3 separate regions of the Mus musculus genome follow, and regions 2 and 3 are each linked to region 1. A link is a contact called in public Hi-C data. All regions are on one chromosome and are shown on one strand. Each heading gives the region's core, a stretch centred on a gene start, on an enhancer-like site or on the middle of the called end of the contact. The rest is flanking DNA. Distances are from core to core; before and after follow the strand shown. Region 1 overlaps Tanc2 (tetratricopeptide repeat, ankyrin repeat and coiled-coil containing 2). Region 2 overlaps Marchf10 (membrane associated ring-CH-type finger 10). Region 3 has its middle 11 kb from the start of Gm35828.

Evidence for each region. A called contact is a pair of places that touch in the nucleus more often than the background predicts.
Region 2: a Hi-C map of cortical neurons shows a contact between it and region 1, with 4 times the contacts expected there. The contact joins two enhancer-like sites. A contact is called at or near these places in 1 of 484 Hi-C or Micro-C datasets (cortical neurons) and 4 of 115 datasets of contacts at active chromatin or transcription factors (SST interneurons, bone marrow-derived macrophages, embryonic fibroblasts and 1 more).
Region 3: a contact with region 1 is called in a Hi-C map of cerebral cortex, with 4 times the contacts expected there. The contact joins two enhancer-like sites. A contact is called at or near these places in 1 of 15 datasets of contacts at CTCF or cohesin (pro-B cells), 6 of 484 Hi-C or Micro-C datasets (Sertoli cells, cerebral cortex, cortical neurons and 2 more), 6 of 115 datasets of contacts at active chromatin or transcription factors (SST interneurons, differentiating embryonic stem cells, embryonic fibroblasts and 2 more) and 2 of 9 other capture datasets (embryonic stem cells and pancreatic islet).

The regions. Positions count from the first base shown.
Region 1 is chr11:105,912,394-105,915,205 of GRCm38.p6, reverse strand. Tanc2 (tetratricopeptide repeat, ankyrin repeat and coiled-coil containing 2) reads right to left here. Exons shown (of 26, transcript NM_181071.3): 21 at 2,119-2,294; 22 at 1,717-1,849; 23 at 223-314. Among named protein-coding and RNA genes, the nearest start is that of Cyb561, 31 kb to the left of the region's middle. Within about 2 kb of position 1,380, at least 19 of the 459 cell types and tissues checked have an H3K27ac peak or open chromatin away from gene starts, as enhancers often do. A contact at or near this core is called in SST interneurons, cerebral cortex and cortical neurons, where this site is marked.
Region 2 is chr11:105,419,483-105,422,294 of GRCm38.p6, reverse strand. All of the region lies in intron 4 of Marchf10 (membrane associated ring-CH-type finger 10), which reads left to right. Among named protein-coding and RNA genes, the nearest start is that of Gm39417, 29 kb to the left of the region's middle. Within about 2 kb of position 1,359, at least 35 of the 459 cell types and tissues checked have an H3K27ac peak or open chromatin away from gene starts, as enhancers often do. A contact at or near this core is called in cortical neurons, where this site is marked.
Region 3 is chr11:105,496,243-105,499,054 of GRCm38.p6, reverse strand. No RefSeq gene overlaps it. Among named protein-coding and RNA genes, the nearest start is that of Gm35828, 11 kb to the left of the region's middle. Within about 2 kb of position 1,429, at least 20 of the 459 cell types and tissues checked have an H3K27ac peak or open chromatin away from gene starts, as enhancers often do. A contact at or near this core is called in SST interneurons, cerebral cortex and cortical neurons, where this site is marked.

The DNA.
Region 1 (2,812 bases), core at 131-2,630:
CACTTAGAAGATTCTGAGAAAAACCTGTTACTGAACTATTAAGTGACCAGTTAAAACCAGAATGTTTTGCTCTTTTACCAGGAAAGCAAAAAAAACCTCAGGACCCCTAAATTAGGAGTCCAGGACCAGGCAATTAGTTTCTACTTTGCCTGTACAGAAAAGAATGAAAACTTTCAAGTTTTCAAGATTCTACACGTAAAAAGCAGTTCCTCCCGCCCTCACCTTATAAAACATGTCCCCCTCTTCCATCAGCTTGCTCAACAGGATGATCATGATGTCTGGTTTGGAGGTGGCCATCGCCCATGTGGCTGGACCTGTAGTGTACAGGATGCATGATGGGTAAAGAACTCATACAATGTAAGGTGGTAGGAAGCTGGGTGGAAAAAAATATCCTGGGGAATTTCTGCTGAGAGAACAACTTGTCCACAATAATTACCTCATCTTCTAGACCTGGGAGTATTCAGTGACTCCCATTGCCGAGAAGCTGCATTTGATTTGTTTGTATTCACCTTAAAATAAGAATATCTGAAGTGTCCAAGCTCGTGCCACAGGAGACAGTAACACCTGTGTGGTACACGTGAGCACATAATGGCTTAGTCTGAAATGATTTTAAATCAGGAAGTTGGAAGAAAGAATTTATACTAAAGGTTACCATGAGACTAGAAAAAGCCAAAAAAGAATAATTTATTTTCTGTCTGAGATAGAACACTCCCACGTAGAATCAATTTTGAAGTGTGCACTCTGTAGAAGGGGACCCTCCGTAAGTGCTCTAAAGGCTCCTTAGAGCTAAGTACCAAAAAGGACTCCCTAGGATTCACTTGGAACCAGGGGCATAATTCTAATGTCAACAGATATGAAATAAACATTAAGAAGACTACTTCACTCACGAGAGAAAAGAATAGTTAAATTGATTAGTTTACAGATGACTGGATTATTTACCAACTAAACTTTTCAGGGTTAGTTATCAAAAAGTTCAAGTTATTCTCTGCAACAGTCATTAAAAAATCTTCTTTTAAGGTGAAGTAAATTAAAAGATTAGAGGTGTAGGGAACTCATGCAGGCTAAATCAAAGAGGAGAAGGCAAAGCTGACCAAGCCATCAGACCACGCCTGATGCTGACAGCGGTGAAATATACCTCGTGGGCGACTCGGTAACGTCTGACAACCTTCAAAGAAAGGAGAAAACAAAAAGTTGTAGGAAAGGAAAAAAAAATGGATGAAGGTGAAAAAAAAAAAAAAGAAAAAAAAAAAACAAAAAAAGAAGGAAAAGCAGCAGTGAGAGGCAGGCAGCAAAAGCCAGCACATCAGCAACCCTGTCTACAGTGTGTGGGTGGGGGAGCAGCTGGGAGAGCAGCGGCAGGGGCTGGAGAGTGAAGCACGGAGAGCAAAGGAAAGCAAAGGCTTATGGTGCTGCAGGGAACCAGGATGCTCAAAGGGTGGGGCCAGTGCACAGGCAGCGCGAAGATGTGCATAAGCTCAGCGCAGCCTCCTGGCTCAAGCTACAAAGGGCAGGGCAGAGAGTCATGTGACTCTGGATACAGGGTTTCATGACTATGGCTCAGATGTACTCTCTCTGGGCCAGTAGCCTTTTGTTCACTTGGGCAGTAATTGGACCAGGGCAGAGGGAGAACTAGATACATTCACTCCAAAAAACCCAGGAAAGCCAGACCACTGGCCCCTGGGCACAGATGGTCAATATCATCTCTCTTTCTCTTACCTATTTTGGCTCCTTTTTTCAGTAGAGTTACTACAACAGACGTGTTCCGGCAACCCACTGCCCTATCCAAAGGACGCATTCCACTGTAGTCAACATGCTCAATCATGGCCCCATGATCTACCAGGAACTGGACCTAGGAAAGGAACAAGCAGAACACTTAACAGGTACAATGGATACAGCTTGCCCCTTTCAAACTGCTTGTCTGAACCAGTATCTCTCTCTCTCTCTGATTTCAAGTCACAGTGATATTCTTGCTTTTGAATAATGTTTTGTATATTCTCGTCCTCTGAAGAGTCTAAGTTAGAACTATCAAAACAGTATTTCGCATTTGATCCTAGATAGCATTCTTGGTGGATAGCACCCCTATCCTTTCTCTCCTGAGGCCTGTTTAAAGGTACTTACCACCTCAGCATCACCGTAGAAAGCTGCTAGGTCCAGTGGGGTACGGCCATTCTTGTCTGCATGGTCTGTAGCAGCCCCGTTATCCACCAGAGAGCGTACTACTGAGAGATGGCCCTTCAGACAAGCCCAGCTAAGGGCTGTTAGTCCTTCTTTGTCCATCAGGGCAATGGAGGCACCTGAAAAAAAGAGTGAGAGTTCTGTTTTAACAGGACTGAGGACACTAAAGTTTGTAGCCGAAAGGAATGCTGATATTTAAGGTATACATACTATTGAAGAATAGCTTTTACTTCTAGATTTTTTTTTTTTTTTCATTTTAAGATTGGCTCTGGCTGGCCATGGTGACATATATCAGTAATCCCGAAAATAGGCAGGAGTAAGCAGGAGTTTGAGGGTAGCTTGGGCTACACAGTGAGTTCAAGGCCTGTCTGAGTCACATCTCCATCTGTTGAATGCTGTGGTTATAAGTGTGTGCCAGTTCAGTTTTTGTGGTACTGGGACTGAACTTGGAGCCTTTTGAATTTTGACTCAATTTTTTTGAATCAATTTGCTATGCTAGGCAAGCACTCAGCCAGCTAAACTGTACTACCAGCCTCTAAATTATAGATTACTTAAAAAAAAATAAAATTGCTTGAGAGTTCCTATTCTACAATATTCTACAAATAATGTAAACTTACTTAGTGAAAACTCACTTAAG
Region 2 (2,812 bases), core at 110-2,609, 490 kb after region 1:
CTGCTGTTCATCACCAAAGGAAGTCAGGCCTGGAACTTAAGCAGGTCAGAAAGCAGGAGCTGATGCAGAAGCCATGGAGGGATGTTCCTTACTAGCTTGCTTCCCCTGGCTTGCTCAGCCTGCTCTCTTATAGAACCCAAGACTGCCAGTCCAGAGATGGTTCCACCCACAAGGGGCCTTTCCCCCTTGATCATTAATTGAGAAAATGCCTTACAGCTGGATCTCATGGAGACATTTCCTCAACTGAAGTGCCTTTCTCTGTGGTAACTCCAGCTGTGTCAAGTTGACACAAAACTAGCCAGTACAGGTGGCATACACCTGTAAACCTGGTACCCAGTGGGTCAACCTAAGTTACATAGTGGGACCATAAATGATTGGCTAGATGGGTGGATGGATGGATGGATGGAAAGATGGATGGATGGATGGATGGATGGATGGATGGATGGATGGATGGATGGATGGAAAGATGGATGGATGGATGGATGGATGGATGGATGGATGGATGGATGGAACAAAAGCAAGGGAAAGCTTCACAGAAAATGATAATTTTAGATTTGAACTCAGATCCTGCCGTGGGAGTTGGAAGCAGAAGTGGTGAGCAACCTGGCTGTCAGGTTACAGGAAATGTACATGAGTCTTTTCTCAAGAGGTTCTTTCTCCATCTCGGTGTTAGGAAGATGGCCTCTTACCCGACACTGCCCCTGCAAGGGGTGCTGTTTGTATGACTTTAACTCCTGCCCTCAGGACCAGGAAAGAGAAGGACTCTACGCTGCTGCTCCCAGAGCACAGTTCCTGCATTTCGTTGGCTTGTGCAGCTGGATTCCATCTTCTTCTCCTCTTGCCATTCCTGCTGGTCTCCTGATTACTCTCCCTTATTCAGTGAGGCTCTGACAGGCAATTGGTTCTCTGCTGTCCCCTTCCTGATCTCCAGACACATTATCTAATGACTTCAGCATCCATTTAGATAACCAAGCCACACCCTGGCCTCACAGTTCTCAAGGCGTCTCAAGTGTCCTCTTCCTTTACACACACACACACACACACACACACACACACACACAGAGGCACATCCTGCATGTTATTGTCACCCCAAAGGATCTCATTCATTACCGCTAAAGAAAATGTCAGCGACTTTGCATGGGCTCAGGGCCAGCAATCTCCAGGTAGTTCTCAAGGCTGCTCAGCTCCTTTACCTAGAACCTTTCTCCCAGGCTTCCAATCCATCTCCTCTTCCTCCTCACTCCTTATTTTCACCCACTTCCAACTCTCCCTCTGTGCTTAGGATCCCCCCACTCGTGTCCAGCCCTTCCCTGCTGCTTGCGTCAGCCAACCCTGCAGAGGGCTTTCCCATCAGCATGTAGTCATGATCTAAAAAGAGACAGAACAGCCTTCCTTCCCCCGCTCCCCTCCACTAACTTCTCCTTCACACCCCAAGTTCCCCAAAGAATTATTTACACTGCCTGACTCCATTTCCCCACCTCCTCCTCTCTCCTCAGCCCACTCCAATCTGGTTTCCACACACATGTCGTTCTCCAGAAATGCTCTTTGTCAAGTGACTTCCACATCTCCCCACAGAGCAGCTTTGTGTGGTGCTGGCCACACTCACACACACACACACACACACACACACACACACACACACACACACACCAGTACCACCCCCTGGGGGACGGCGGCCTTAGAGCCACTCTTGCCCTGACTTCCTCCCCATCTCGGCAGGCACTTTATCTTTCTCTCCTCTTCTCATCTTCCTCCACACTGTTCCTGAATCCTGGGGTCCTCAGGGTGTGGCTCTAATCTTACTCTCTACCTGGGGTTGGGGGCAGGGTCGTTCTTAGCCTCTGAGCCACAAATCTCCTGAGCCTCACGGTGAACTCTTTAGACTCATTTCCTTAGAATTGTTTTCAGGCAAAAAATAAGACACGGGCTTTCAAAGGAAACCACTTTTATGGAAATAGTCATCAAAATATTTTTAGAAAATTGTGATTCTGTAATGTATGTGCTTCCTTATTAACACGTTAGTTAACAAGCGATGGGCGAAGAGGGTATTTTGAGACATCCGCAAAAAATGTACTGAGATGTGAAAATATCTGTGACTTTCACGGGTGACAGAAATCTCAGGTCCTGCTCATACTACAGTGGCTGGGCGCCTGCAGCTTAGCTTGCAGGTGGAGCTGGGTAGAGTGTGATTGTAAAGATGTCACTTGTCACCATCCAAGCTCATGCCTCACCAAGCTGCCTTCTCTCTGTGTGCTTTCTTAAAGTTATCTTTAACATTGTAACTGCCAGCGTTGAGGGGTTAACTACCAGAGACTCCCAAATCTACACTTCCAGCTCAAACCCCACTTTCGATTTCCAGATTTAAAACTCTACTGCCTCTCACTCCCTCTACCTGGGTATCTGAAAAAGACACCTCAAGCTGATCACAGCCTCCCCCTCTCCCCCGCTAAAGTCCCCAGCTTAAGCCCCCAGCTTGGCCCTTTATTCTTCCTTCAGTGTGTATATCATTAAAATCTGACAGTCTACTCCCCCCCCCACCCCCACCCCCGCATCTCCCTCCCCCCATGTTGAGTTCAGGGTCAGTCCTACACATCTTACTTCCCTGGTATAATTTTGTTGTTATTGGTAGTGGTTTGGTTTCTGTGGCCCAAGCTATCCTCGAACTCCTCATTCTCCTGCCTCAGCCTCCTGAGTGCTGCGATTACAGGCCTGAGCTGCTACACTGGGCCGATGTAACTTTGATCCATCTGCATAGCTGGTGTCACCACAGAGCTCCTTCAGTGGCCTCCCAACCAGCCCTCCTCTCTTACCT
Region 3 (2,812 bases), core at 180-2,679, 420 kb after region 1:
CCTTGCTCTTTCTACGCTGACGTGAGAACAGATGGAGACAGGAGGAAGTCCCCAGAGAGGCAGGAAAAAGACAAAAGAAATAACCCCCGACTCTGCAGACTTGCCTAGCGTTGACCCAAATGGTAATTTGATTAATAACAAGCTACCTAAAATTTCTAGTTATTTCTGTATGTTGGTTTAGTTTATTTCAGACTGGATGAACTTGTGAGGATGGGGCCCCTCATGTCTTGGGGGTTTTAAACCTGTCAAGTGCCCAGCACTAACTTACATGTTGACCTCTTCCAATAAAATGGCAGGAGACAGTGAATTCTACATCTGAACACCAATTCTTGACCTTCTGAAAGACAATTATCACTTGAAAGAATTTTTTTTTATAACATCAGACAATAAAAATACAAGCATCTGGGAAAGCCGTAGAGTGAAAACAGTTGTTTGATGAATGCTTGTGGATAACAGAAAAAGAATATGTATTTGATCCTTTGCCCTACAACCTGGTGGTGGGGGTGAGGGACTGGAAGTGAGGGGGAGGGAGTGGCCATTGGGGGAGGTATGACTGAAACAAACAAACCTCAGGGGACCCAGAAGTTCCAGAACCTCCTCATCCTGAGGAGGGTCACAGCTGGCCTTGTGGGTACAACCCACCAAAGGAGGTTGTTTGCCCCAGGATCCAGGAGAAAATGCTGTCAGACCTGGGCTTTGAATGTGAGCAAAGGACACAATATGCAAACACCAGTGAAGAATTCTGCTACAGAGGACAGTTCCAGCGAGCCGAATTGCTTTCAATTAGACGCCTTAATAAAGACTAATAGCTAGACAATGGATTCATGCTGCAGTCTTCTCTGGCAAGCCTTTATCAAGTTAATAAGCAAGAACTGGTGTTCGGATGCTCTATCGAAGGGAAACCAGGGCTCTTCTCATTTGACCTCTAACTGGCTGTCGCCCTTGAACCTCAGTTAACCCTCTCCACATCTCCTTTCTTCATCTTTAAAAGAGGTTCTTGGCTTAGATGGCCACCAGGATCCCTTCTACCTCTGACATGATCTAAAAGCCTGGCGTTCTATAGCAAGGCCTGGGGATAATGTTTCAAAGATGTCCCTCTCTGCCATGCCCTGTTAATCTACACACACACACATAGGGAGTGTCAAATTGTTAATTAGTGGGTTTCAACACATGCAGACTACAAAGCTTTTCTGTAGATTTGGGAAGGATGAAGGTTTACTCTTCGGCTTGCAGAGGATTCTAACTGAAGCAAGTCACACCCCCACACAGAGGATATGAAAGCAGGAAGGATCCTGAAAATCTGGGACTTGGCTGCAAGCAAAGCAAACTCATCGTGTTGGTATTTTTAAAAAGCTTTCCACTCCGTGTGCAACACCTTTGTGCCTCCTTCATGTGTTTCTCCCTCTTTTTTAGCTCTACAATGAGCTATTTTAAGATGCCGTTTGCCTGCGGTACAGCCATGCAGTTCAGAGAGGCAATTTAATTGTCATCTTGCGTTTTCTTAGTCTTTCAAGACCTTTTGTTATGGTGAAATAATTTTAGGCATTCCAAGCACAAATCCATTAAATTCTTGCCTTACTTTACTAATGAACTACTGTGGGTGGGAAAATTAATTTTATTCCACCCGTGATACATATCTGATAAATTTCTAGAGTTGAGAAATGAAGCTTGCAAATACCAAGAGTCGAATATGACTCTTTTAAAAAAAAGAAACAAAACAAAACAAAAACAACAACTTTGTTTCATTTATGCCAAAATGGAGCAGAAGAGACATCTATAAAAATAGTTCACAAAATGAAAATGGCTCAACAGGTCCCATCTCAGGTTGATACTGTGGAGGTCTTTATAAGTTGCATCTGCTTGGTGACTCAAGGAACCCTGTGTTAGTGAACCTGAGACTCCTCTGTGGGGCTGGAGAGCAGGTATTAGCACATTTGTTAAAAGCATGGCGCCATCAGAGGTTCAGTTCAGAGGGAAAGCACTTGCTTAACATGTACAGGACCCTGGCTACTAAAGATCTGTAGTCTCTAGCTCGACCAGCGCTGCTCAGTCCACCACTGGGCTGCAGCCATGAAGTTCTCTAAGAGGGGAGAAAAGTGAGGAGACAAGAAGCCGAGCACAGGCTGTACTGCAGCTGGAGAACCTGTGACATTTGAGGGACAGCTCTGGCTGCGTAGTACTTGGAACAGGAAATCATCTCCCTCACCCAGGAGAAGGCAGGGAGGCTGTGTTATAAAAAGGGGAAGAACACAGGATGAGTAAAAGGTTTCTCTTTACAGAGATGGACAGATGCCACAAGGCAAGAAAGGTCAGAGTCCTGTCCCCAAAGATAAAAAAGCGTCCCGATCACCAAGGACCCTGATGAGTGTGGAATTCGGATGGGTTGCTCTGTGCTGCCTCATTGCAATCAGCTGCTTTCAAAGCCGGCTCCTATTTACTTCAGTTCATGTCAGTGCCTTAGATAGAGAAGCAGCCTGCTGATTTTGCTTTGGTCAAATTTAATTCCAATTTCTGCCTCTAAATGTGTTCAAACTGCCTTAAAAAGTTCTCGGAGCCAGGCGCTTTAACCCTCCTCTCTTTTCCCTTCATCTCATTTTTCTTTTAAAACTCCTTTTTCATTTCTCTTATTTCTTTCAAAACCCCAAGCAGTAGTGAGATCAGAGGATACAATCAATCCCTGTGAGTAGAAAGAATCTAGTCCAGAAGAAGTCAGATACAAATCTCCGAATTCATGTTCTGTGGCTCCGGAATAATTGCTGAGAATCGTTCAGTGGGGGTCATGTTAGGGCTGAGCTCAGGGCTTCATGTAATT